2 separate regions of the Mus musculus genome follow, and region 1 is linked to region 2. A link is a contact called in public promoter capture Hi-C data. All regions are on one chromosome and are shown on one strand. Each heading gives the region's core, a stretch centred on a gene start, on an enhancer-like site or on the middle of the called end of the contact. The rest is flanking DNA. Distances are from core to core; before and after follow the strand shown.

Region 1 (5,859 bases), core at 1,696-4,195, 710 kb after region 2:
ATGCATGTTAAGGATCCAGACTCAGTTCCTTACATGTGTGTGGTTGGTCTTTACTGAGCCATCTTCCCAAACCCCAGACAGAGACTTTCTATAGAACTCTATGACATCCAATATTTTTACTTTTAAACACTCTTTATATATTTTAGTATGTTTTTATTCATTTGTATTTGTTTGAGAGGGAGTAGTAAACACCAGAGGACAACTTACTGCGAGTAGATATAGTGGATACTCTTTCCTGAAACTAAGATCTATTTATTCCCTAGCTTGCCTATATAACCCCTTTCCCCTTTATGCTTGTTTGTTTTGTATCTTTGTTCTTTGACTTACCATATGGCAATATTTTTTAAAATTATATCTTATAGAAAAAAGTACAAATACACAATTCGGCTTTTCCTCGGGAAGGAATTTCCTGTGATAGGGTCTTACTCCATAGCCAGGCCTGGCATCTATAACCCATCATGTAAACAAGGCTAGCCTCAAACTTCTGGTAGTCCTCATGCCTCAGTCATCTGTGTGCTGGGATCCTTGATGTGTGTTACCTGCTTCATCCTCCTCCAGCATTTTAATTAAAATAATCAAGAAGAGTTACCTCAGCTTCATACCACATCACTGGAAATGGAGGGATTTCTAGGTGTTTAGAAATGTCATCAAATTTGAATAAAACTTTATTGAGTTTCACACAGGAGCAAGATGAGTTAAGTCATTCAAGCTTTGGTGGATCTATTTGATGTCTGAGCTGGCATCTCATGTTCCTGAGTGGAAATTGTGCATTATGAAAATTCACTATATTTGTTCAACATAGACACAAACAAAAAAGTCATCAGAAAACTTGAAAATCCCCCCAGCTCATTTGAATAACTTCCTCATTATTAAGGCACTGTCCAAAGAGCTATATAGTGAGATTTTTACCTTTGCCCCCTTTCTGAATCTCTGTCTCTCTCTATGTCTGTCTCTCTCTATGTCTCTTCTCTTCTCTTCTCTTCTCTTCTCTTCTCTTCTCTTCTCTTCTCTTCTCTTCTCTTCTCTTCTCTTTCCCTTCCCTTCTCTTTCCCTTCCCTTCTCTTTCCCTTCCCTTCTCTTTCCCTTCCCTTCTCTTTCCCTTCCCTTCCCTTCCCTTCCCTTCCCTTCCCTTCCCTTCCGTTCCCCTCCCCTCCCCTCCCCTCCCCTCCCCTCCCCTCCCCTCCCCTCCCCTCCCCTCCCCTCCCCTCCCCTCCCCTCCCCTCCCCTCCCCTCCCCTCCCCTCCCCTCCCCTCCCCTCCCCCCCTCCCCTCCCCTCCCCCCTCCCCTCCCCTCCCTTCTCTCTCTCTCTCTCTCTCTCTCTCTCTCTCTCTCTCTCTCCCCCCTCTCTCTCTTTCTCTCTCTCTGATATTGTAATGGACTTTTTGAATTGAGAGATTTTTTTGTTGTTGTTGTTGGTTCTATGTGTAGACAAGCTGACAACCAAGGTTATCGATCACATCACTCCTGGAACACTGTTCCTTCAGGCACGTGCATAAGACTCATCAATTCCTTCTTTTTCTTTATGGCTCTGAACATGTTTGGAGTAGAATGGGTAACCAATAGGCAATGATGTATAGGTCACAAAAAGATTCTTTGACCCAAGCAAGCAGTGAGTGACATGTTACATAGAAGCCTTTTGTTTTTAAATGTTCTGAGCCTTTGCGTAATGAAAAGAAATGAGTTTCATTTGTGAAACTCAGAGTTCTACAGACTTACCAAGTCACAGACATCTGCCATTTGTAGGCATATCTCCAGCTAACTTTTACAGTAACATTATTTCTATACCAAAGAAACTCTGTAGTGTTCCAAAGAAACTACTTACAAAAGGATTTGGGGTAAAGGACCATTGAAAAGTGCTTCCTTTGCTGCTCCAGTGTGCTCATGTAGTCACTCATCCACGAGAATTCTTTCCTGCTATGTATGAGGCATGTGTCATAGCCTAGGGATCCAATGATTGGATCCTGAGCATAAGGTGTGTAACTAGCACTTGTCTCTGTGAATACAGGGTGAGATTAACACAGTCTTGACCATCAGGAAGGATTTTTTAATGAAGTGTCCTTTAAGTCAAGATCCAAACGATAAAAATACACTTTGAGGCCTATTTATAGCTGAGACCAAGAAGCAGCCTAGGAGAAGTTGAATGATCCCAGCAGGGTTTGAGCACAGAATATAAGAAACAAAAGGTGACTTGAAGACAAGTCAGTAGTCACTGTGCTGCAAAGTAGAGGTCTGAAATCATTGACTTTTCTCTTCTACTACACAGGGCAGCAAGGTTTTTAACAGGACTTTGTACCAGTGACTCTGAGGTCTAGGGTTTACCGGGTCACATGTTGCCTAGTGAATACTAGGTAATGTTTTTGTTAAATTGATGCAGTTAAATAAGTTGAAGACAGTAAACTTTTGTCAGGAACATTCCAGTGGGAGAAGTCACTGCTCTTGAGTGTATTTCGATCTACTGTTTCTTCATTTATTTAGTATGCCACCTTGGAGGAAACCAGGAAGGCCAGACACAGGCATGATAGTGATTTGCCGTCTTTCCTGACAGAGCCACAGGCCAGAGCTACTGTCTCAGGAAATGGGAACAGCCCTTCCCGACACAGTGGGGAATATGTCTTTGAGCTTTTGAGTTACTTGAAGTGTCAGGATCATTTATTTTTTTCAGAATATGCAATATCAAAAAAAGAGTGGCAAAATGGAGAGAAAAATCCAAAAGAAGAGAAATAGTAGACACTGCAGACTTGTTTCCACGTCACCGGCCAATAAACGATGTCTAGACTCTGTCCGTCACTGCCATCTGGAGAGATCGCCTGTTCTTACATAATAAGTGAATCAAAGACAAACAATCACACACGTGGGAGAAGCAGCAGGCTCTTTGCATTTGCCTCCCTTAGGAAGGCTTTGCCAAGAGGAAGGCAACTCTTCCAGCTCAGCCAACCAACACTTTGTGCAAATTGCTTCAGTTCCCAGCTATCGAACCCTTCTGACCAGCCAAGCCATTTCTGAATAGCTCAACACTTCTTACTTTGGCCCAGACCCAAGGCTTTCCTGAACACTGAGAATTCATATGAAGAAGATTATATAAACTTTCCATGACTATTTTTTTTTTCTGAGCTTGAAACCAAAGTAATATTTGAGCATTCTGCTATCTAGGGTGAGTATTTCTGAGTAACTGGTCAGGCTTTTACATGGGATGGGAATACAGGTTTACTTGAGGATGTAAGACAGTAGAGAGAGCTCGGTCCTTAGGGAACTATCACATAAATGAACAAAGCAAGAACAATGGTTCTAATGGGAGAGAATGTCCGACCTCTGCCTCGGCTCTCTACAGCTCCTTACCCTTTGCTTAGATGACACTTTTTCTTCTTTAGCTTTCTCTTTGCTGCTCAATTCTTGTCCCCAATTTTGATCCCTGAATCCTTTACAGGATAAAGGCATTGTTAGAATAAAAGAAGCAGGAGGAAGTGATACTTCAGACTGGTTAGCAAGGAGGGTTTCTGGAATCCTCCACAGCGATTTATGTTCCTTCCCTAAATCATTAGATATTTGAGAAGAAATCAAGCCGTTGGTTTGGGGACTTATTGACTTGTTTTCTCAAGGCAGTATCTCAGGCAGTAGCCCAGATTAGCCTTGAATTCTCACAAAGTTAGACTGCTCTCAAACGTCTGTGTATTCCAGATCGCCTCAAACTTGGAACTTCCCTCCCTTAGCCTCCTGAGTGCTGAGATTACAGACATGTGACACCAAACCTGGAATAAAAAAAACAAAAACAAAAACAAAAAACAAAAAACAAAAACTTTTTTGAAGCAGTTGTGACATGCTGTGGTTGCTAGACCAACATTTATGATTGATCTGGGGCCTTTGGAGCATGGTGTTCATGAGCTCACACAATGAGTTGAGGACTTCATGCTCCCAAATGGCTGTAACCAACAGCAAGTTGGGAGGAAGAGTTATTTTTAACCTTACAGTAGGGCAGGGACTTAGGGCAGGGACCTGGAGGCAGGAACTGAAGCAGAGACTGTGGAGAAATACTGCTTCCTGGCTTGCTCAGTTTGATTTTGTTTACATCTCAAGTCCATCTGTCCCACTCTGGGATGGACCCTTCCACATTAGTCATCAATGAAGAAAATACCTCCATGGGTTCATCTTCCAGCCATTATGATAGGCTATTTTCTCAATTAAGGTTCTCTATTCTCAGGTGGCTCTACTGTGTGTAAAGTTGATAGAAAATCAACCAGTATAGGCTTCCTCTACTTATCTGTGTGACCAACTCTCTTTAGAGGATTGGACATAGCTGTTTTTGGAGTAAGGGCTATAAATTCATGAATATGACAGGAAAGTATGAAGCTCATAATCACTTTTATCCAAGTCACCTAGCCTTGGTGCTGTGTCCTCTAAAGGCTTTGACTCTTATTCCTACATTTTGATCTTTGTCCACTTTATACTGTTGTTTCTTCTCCAGGAAGCTAGTATCAGGAACAGAGCTTTCCTTTAGATACCTGTCCAGTCCAGGTCTTTATGCTTCTTTTGACTTTATAACAATTTAAAGTTTAGATGCTTGAGTTGAGCATATAACTCTGTCATGGGCAAATCCAACCTATGGGCCATGGGCAGTATAAACTTCAAGATCACTACCAATACAGCCCACTGTACAATCACAAAACTCTTTAAAGCACTACAGAAGTTTTTGTAAAAAAACTTTACAAAAGTTGTAAAAGCCCGACCAATTTCTAGAAACGTTAATGTTTTAAAATGTTCAATAGCATGGATATATCCATTACAGAGCTCTTAATGTTGAGAGTGAATCCTCATGTTAGAGAAAGCTTTGTGCAAGACATTGGTATTGCTCTATTTGACCACAACTTACTGTTATCTCCAATACAATTAGATCTGGAGACAGAAGTTTGAGTGTATAAAGTTTTGGAAGAAGTTCAGGGTCATGGTAAGAGGAAAGGGAAAGAAAGGTAGAGGAGGGAAGACAACTAATAAAATGTATTTACTCAGGCTTCTGCCTTGGTAAGAAATTGTGGGTGTATTCCAAGGCATGTCTTGGATTTTTCTTATCTAAGTGATAATAAAACCAGAACTTTGCTTGTGGCCAAGGACTAAACACTCAATACATGAACCCGTGGGGACACTTCTTAGTCACAGCACATCACAAGGAAGCTCCCAGGAATGTTGCTTCTCTGTCACTTCCAGACTACATTGGTGTCATCAGAGAAGCTGGCTGATGGGTCAGGATAAATAGGATAAATGTGCTCAGGCACAGAGGCAGAACTAAACATGGGTAGTTCATGCCATTCATGTGATGGGTACAAAGCTCAACAGCTTAGAACAAGCTTCATTTTAGGTGAACATACTTGTTAATGTTCAAATTCTCCTGAGAATACTGCTAAGTGTTATCAAAGTTATTTGGTAACACAACGATAAATGATACAAAGAAGTCTAACTAATGTTTTTTCCTTCATGTGCTTTTAGGGTTGCATCTAAGAATCCACTGCTAAATCCATTCCCATGAACATGTCTTCCATCTTTTCCCACACAACATTTATGGTTGTAGCTCCTGTGTTTGTTTTTGCCCAGTTCTGGAGTACAGTTTGATCTTTGGTTTGAGAAGACCAGGTTTACTCTTGTTCATATCCTCTTCAGTTGTGTAGCACTAAGGATGAAGAGACTTCAGTCTCCCTCTTGAGAGTTTTTTGGGATCCGGTTCATCCATCAGTTGACCACAGACATGTGCCTGTGATCTGGACTCAACTCTATTCTGTGATCTATTCTCACTCGTACTTTACTTGTAGAGTTAGCTTTTTTCACAAGCTTTTCACTTAGGTGTGATTGTTCTAGTTCCATTCTTCTCTTGAG
Region 2 (5,563 bases), core at 1,114-3,613:
TAACACTCCTTGTGCATGCCTTGGTACACAGGACTTCAATAGTTATGATGGAAAGATGGGTTACAACCTGCCAGCTGCTTTATAATCTGGATGTCTACTGCTGACCCACACAAACCACCACAGGGGGAAAAAGAAAAGAGCAGGGCACCATTAACACAAGCTCTCCATTTTTATTGGAAAAGTCATTTTGTGTGATGAATGAAAATGAAAGCTAGTCTCATTATTATACTAGATCCACATATATGCAGTAAATAAACATAAAAGAAAGCTGTATGCACTCATGTGACCAAACGGTGTCCAAGGATTAATAGGTGCCCCTTTTAGGAAAATACATTCAAATTACTGCCCTAGAGGGGGAGATTTCAAAACACAGTAATGCTGACTGCAGTAGTTCTCAGCCACTGTAGAGGAAGGGATGCTCACTGTAGGAGTGAAAGTAGAAAAGCCGGGGTTTCAATTAGTCCAAAGAGCAGACCAAGCCGACTTGTGTCAACAGAACTTAGAAAACAATTGATAATGAGTTTGGGTTTCTTTAGTTAGGTGGAAGGTTAAAAAGAAAATGAGCAGGCTAAGTGAGGAAACGCTCAAAATACCACATTGGTGTGAATGATAAGCTGAAGTTACTAATTTAAAGGGAAACAGGCTAGAAGGGAGCCAGAACACAAAGGAAACCAGAGAAAAATCTTAGAACTCAAAGGAGGTGAAATCAGCTTATAAACTGTGGAGGGAATGTGGGTGGGAATTAAATTTGGTTCCTAGATAGTGAGTGAGTCACTGGCTGAAGTTTTTTGAGTTAATAACAAGTCATGGATTGTGACTAAGGTGGCTCTATATTACAAAAATTTAAATGTGGGGGGCTGGGATGTAGTTCAGTAGTAGAACACTTGCCTACTATATTGGAAACTCAACACCAGCAAAAAACAAAACAAAACAAAACAAAACATGAGTTTATTATCCTAGGCACTAGTAGTTTTGGATGTTAAAGTAAATACCACAGGGGGACTAACCTAAGGTTCTGGATAGGATGGAATTGAATATGCAAACAGAAAAACCAATAATGAACAATAAATTTGGTTGACATAGAATGAACAAAAATGTTGGGGCTGGAGAGATGGCTCAGTGGTTAAGGGCTCTTGCTGCTCTTATAGAGGGCCCAGGTTCAGTTCCCAGCACTCTTGTGGTCCCTTAGGATCACCTGTAACTCTAGTTCTAGGGGCCCAATGCAAGCTTATGGCATTTGGGCATCAGGTCTGCATTCAGTGTACACACATACACGCAGGCAAAACACTCATACATATAAAATGAAAACAAATCACAGAAAACATTAAAAAGTAGTCTATAATGCTTGTGTAGCTTTTTCCACCTCTGATGTGGTGTGAGGTTGGAGTCAATGTTTGTATAAACTGTTCAATAATCAAACAGTTACCAACCTTTAATCTGTAAGGTATGCTTTTCTTTTTGTTGTATTTTAATGCTTGAGTTTTCCCACTAGAACTAGGTAACAGAAACCTAGCAAATAAGGAAAATAAAAAACTGCTTTTAATTTTAAAAACCCTAAAACCCAAAACACTGAAATGCCTCTCTCTATAAAAATCTTAGAGAGTACATTCAAACTTTCCAAGGTTTTACAAGACCGGGTTCATCTTGAAGTAGGGTACTTAACATTTGCATCCTGACAGCTCAGGTTTAGGAAAACTTGTTTTGCCGCGTAGGCGGGGTCCACTAAAACATTACGGTTTCGACTTATGTAACAGCTGTCATTGGAATTGATAAAATCTGCAACTATCAGCTGTTTAACTTTTAGAGTTGATATTCTCTAGACTGGGGGGGTGTGTGGCTCACACAGTAGGTCGACGCCACCCTTTTCAACAAAGAAGCGACCAGGGAACTCTTTAACGATGCAGGCTAACTAAGGGGTGCCCAGCCCCCGCAAACGTCAAGGACCCTTCTCCATCCACCAGGTGGGCAGAGGCGTGCCCCAGCCACGCCCACACGCATCCCGGGCGGGGCCTCCCGCCGCCTCCTCCCGGAACCCCCCAGGCCCTCCAGGCTCGTGCCAGGCGCCTAGGGTCTCCTGTGCCTCCGCCCCCCTCCCAGGGGTGCCTGAGGGCGGGGCCGGGCTGAGCCGTACCTGCGCCGACACCGTTCGGGAGCCCTCGCGCGCGGCTGCTTTCACGCGGCCGTGATGCCATGCCGCTCCTGCGCCTGCCAGGGCTACCCCGGCCACAGCCGCTGCGAGAGGGCCGCGAGTCGGCACAGCTCGTCGGCCGGCCGCGAGCCCGCGCCGCAGCCTTCCGCCCCAGGCCGCCAGCCAAGCGCTTCTTCCCGCAGCCGCCGCCATCTTTGCGGAAGCGCCCGAGCGTCGCGCCCCGCCCTCACCGTCTGTTGCCCGAGAACAGAGTTGGGCTCTCGCGAGAGCTCATCACCCTCCACCGTGCTCTGCGCGTGTGTTGCTAGGTGTGGCTGCTTCCTCGACGTTCAAGCGTGGTTTTGAGGTGACCCTCGGCTCCGGTGACAGTTTCCAAGGCAAAGGACATGAGTTAGCTGGTTAACTGTCCTAACAGGTCAGGTCACCACTGTGGGCCAAGAAGGGGCTGCAGGGATGGCTCAGGGGTGAAGGGTGCTTGCTGCCCTTCCAGAGCACCACAGCTGGATTCCGGAGACTTAAGGCCACAGATAAGTCCAGCTCCAGGGCATCCAGCGCCCCCTTCTGGTCTCTACCCCCCCCCCCCCATGAAATTAGACTAAAGGAAGGGTAATAGATTCTGGGTGGAATATATTGGACAAACTAGATTAAGAATAGGGACTAAGAAGGGTGTTGATGATAAATGCGGAATCAAATTAGATTTAGCATGGTTTTTCAGTCGATAGACTTAAACATAGCATCTTTAGCTCTCTCGGGAAAGCCTATGTCAGTCGTAAGTGGGCACATTTAGAGCTGGAGAGGGAAACACTTCTAACAGTAAGCGGCAGAGGGTGCTGGGTATAACCACTGTGGGTGTTGATGCAACAGTAGAATTTCATCCTCAAAGAGGCTAGGGTAAGGGGCTGAAAATATTGACGATATTATATTTGCCCCAAATGTCACATGTCTGATTATAGTGAGTCACTTGAGACAGTTGGTTCAGTGGATAAAGGCACTTCATGCCAAGCCTGCCTACCTGAGTTAGAAGTCAGAGAAGAGAGTCCTATAAGTTGTTTTCTGACCTCTGGTCTGCGCAGTGAGTTCCAGGCCACCCATAACTACATAGTGAAATCCTGTGTCAAAAGGAAAAAAGGAAAGAATATGTGTACATGCTCACCCTTACAGATCTCCGTTTTTTATAGCTAAATGCCCTTTATATTTATTTATCAAGACTCATTTTTTATGTGTATGCCTCTGTGTATTTATGCCACATATGGGTGGGTGCCCCCAGAGTCCAGAAGAGGGTGTTGTAGCTGGAGATAGAGGCAGTTGTGATCAGCCTGATATGGGTGCTGAGAATGGACCTCTGGTGCTCTGGTAGAGCAGAGAACACTCTTAACTGATGAGCTGTCTACTCAGCCCCTAAAATTTGGTGTTTGAATGAAGTAAAATGTACAGGACGTTAGCATTTTGACAACATTTGCATGTACAGGTCAGTGCTGTCAGGCCCTATGCATGGCATTTAGCAACAGCCATTATTTTTCTTTGGATTTTTTTTTTTTTTTTGTAATCTTTCAAAGCTGGCCAACACTTTTCAAGGGCCTATCTCTGTTTGTCTGCTCCTCCCGAGCGCCTGGTCTTTCATTTCTGTTAAACAATATCTGATCCAGACTTCTGACAATGATTTTCTTCAGATCTCCCAGACAAAGCCACTGTATTGTAAACAGTTGCTATTTATTGTATGTTTCCTTTACATTTTGTTCTTACAAAATATTGACTCGTAGCTGTGATCCCACATGGGACTAACAGTAGGTGCACACCTGCTCCATGCCCCTGTCACCAGCCCCCTCTTCCCTCCCCCGCTCATCTTCTCTATGGCAGATGTGGAACACGACCTCAGGGCTGGATGTTCTTTTGGTGGTAGAAAGGATTTCATCCTGGCAGAAAGCTTGGCTTCTGTAGCCTGGGGTCCTCAATTCTTCCTTACCGCTACTGAGTAAACTTAACCTTCCCCTTGTTCAACCTCTGACCTGGCCTCAGACTTAGAACCTTTACTTGGGTGTGTATCAGTTTGATGCCCATGTCAGAGGTGCCAGAACTCCTGATGTACAACAATGGCCATTTCGATGGGTTAACGAAATAAAAATAAAGAAATAGTGAAAGCTGCCATACCAAGTCTAATTTGAGAAGTTAGAGGAAGCCACCTGGATTGTTATTATCCTTTCTTAGTCTGTGCTTGCTCCACCCCAGCCAGTATGTTCTAACGTGAAGTCAGAACTTTCTCACTTTGTCCCAGGTGCCAAAACCTTTCCACCGTGCCTTCCTAGCAGGGAAGTAAGCAGACTTACTGTGCATAGACCTCTCAGCCAGGCCTTACTGTTTGTGTTCCGGCCCTGCCACTGACATCACTGTGATTTAGGGCACCGAGGCTCAGTTTCCCATCTGTAAACAGCCCTCTCAATTTCAGATGGGAAATGAAATGGGATAACTTAGAGGAAGTGATTAGCCAAATGCCTGGCACATGGTGCACTCTCGACAGATGGGAATTCATCTTCCTTAAGATTTGGCTTTCTCCTGCTCCATCATCACAAATGAGCTTGACTACATGCCCATGATCCCAGATCACTAACCCATGTTAATCCGCCCAGACTTCCTGCCTTTTTGTATCTCACCTGATGTGTTTCTGCAGGCTTATTCGCACGGCTGCTAGATTTACTGGATCTTGACATGCATACTGTTGTTCTGGATTGCTGATGTGTGGTTGGTTTCTGACTCTTACGTGTTGAGACACAGTGGATATCTTATCTTATAGCTTAGTCTCACTTTCCAGAAGCGTCTTCTTTATCTGCTTCAAGCTGTCTAATTTGCATAGTTCCACCACCTACTTATTGGAGTCCATATCTACTACTCTGTCATGGCCCCAAGTCCGAGATAGGTGCATACTCCTGTTACATCACTCAACATATTTAAAACATCCTTCCCCCCACAGTTTGACATCCTCATAGTCGAGAATGTCTTTTGTTTTTCTGGCACCTAACAGTGTCCAGCACACACTAGACATTCAGTTAACATATGTGGATAAATGAGTGGGTATGAAAACCACTGGTGAGATGTTGGGGAAATCATTTCTCAGTCTGGGGAGACATGCAGACAGTCTATTGCTCTTTTGCTCTAATTATTTTTTCAAAACAAAAGCCTGGTTAGATTTGCAGATTTTACTTTAAGGTGGAAATCTTTGACCTTACTTGGAAAACTGCTTTGTAATTAATTTGTTTTCATGTTCCAGGTCCAGCTCCCTAAAGCTTCTAGTTAAGAATTAATGGATTCAAACTTTACTTTTGCAGAGGAAACCAAGTCTTTTAATAGACCCGATCTCTAGCCAGCTAACCATTCTAAGTATGAACTGTCCCTGGCAGCTGCTGACTATATTGGTCTTTT

Evidence for each region. Promoter capture Hi-C pulls out the DNA fragments that hold promoters and counts their contacts.
Region 1: a contact with region 2 is called in a promoter capture Hi-C map of liver, with 4 times the contacts expected there. The contact joins the enhancer-like site here to the promoter of Micu2 in region 2. A contact is called at or near these places in 4 of 39 promoter capture datasets (cranial neural crest, hippocampal neurons and liver) and 1 of 9 other capture datasets (adipose tissue).

The regions. Positions count from the first base shown.
Region 1 is chr14:58,707,181-58,713,039 of GRCm38.p6, forward strand. No RefSeq gene overlaps it. Among named protein-coding and RNA genes, the nearest start is that of Gm25614, 60 kb to the left of the region's middle. Within about 2 kb of position 2,946, at least 10 of the 459 cell types and tissues checked have an H3K27ac peak or open chromatin away from gene starts, as enhancers often do. A contact at or near this core is called in liver, where this site is marked.
Region 2 is chr14:57,996,899-58,002,461 of GRCm38.p6, forward strand. It overlaps Micu2 (mitochondrial calcium uptake 2), which reads right to left and starts at 2,364. Exons shown (of 12, transcript NM_028643.3): 1 at 2,132-2,364. The coding sequence starts at 2,341. It overlaps 3110083C13Rik (RIKEN cDNA 3110083C13 gene), which reads left to right and starts at 2,414. Exons shown (of 2, transcript NR_166770.1): 1 at 2,414-2,564.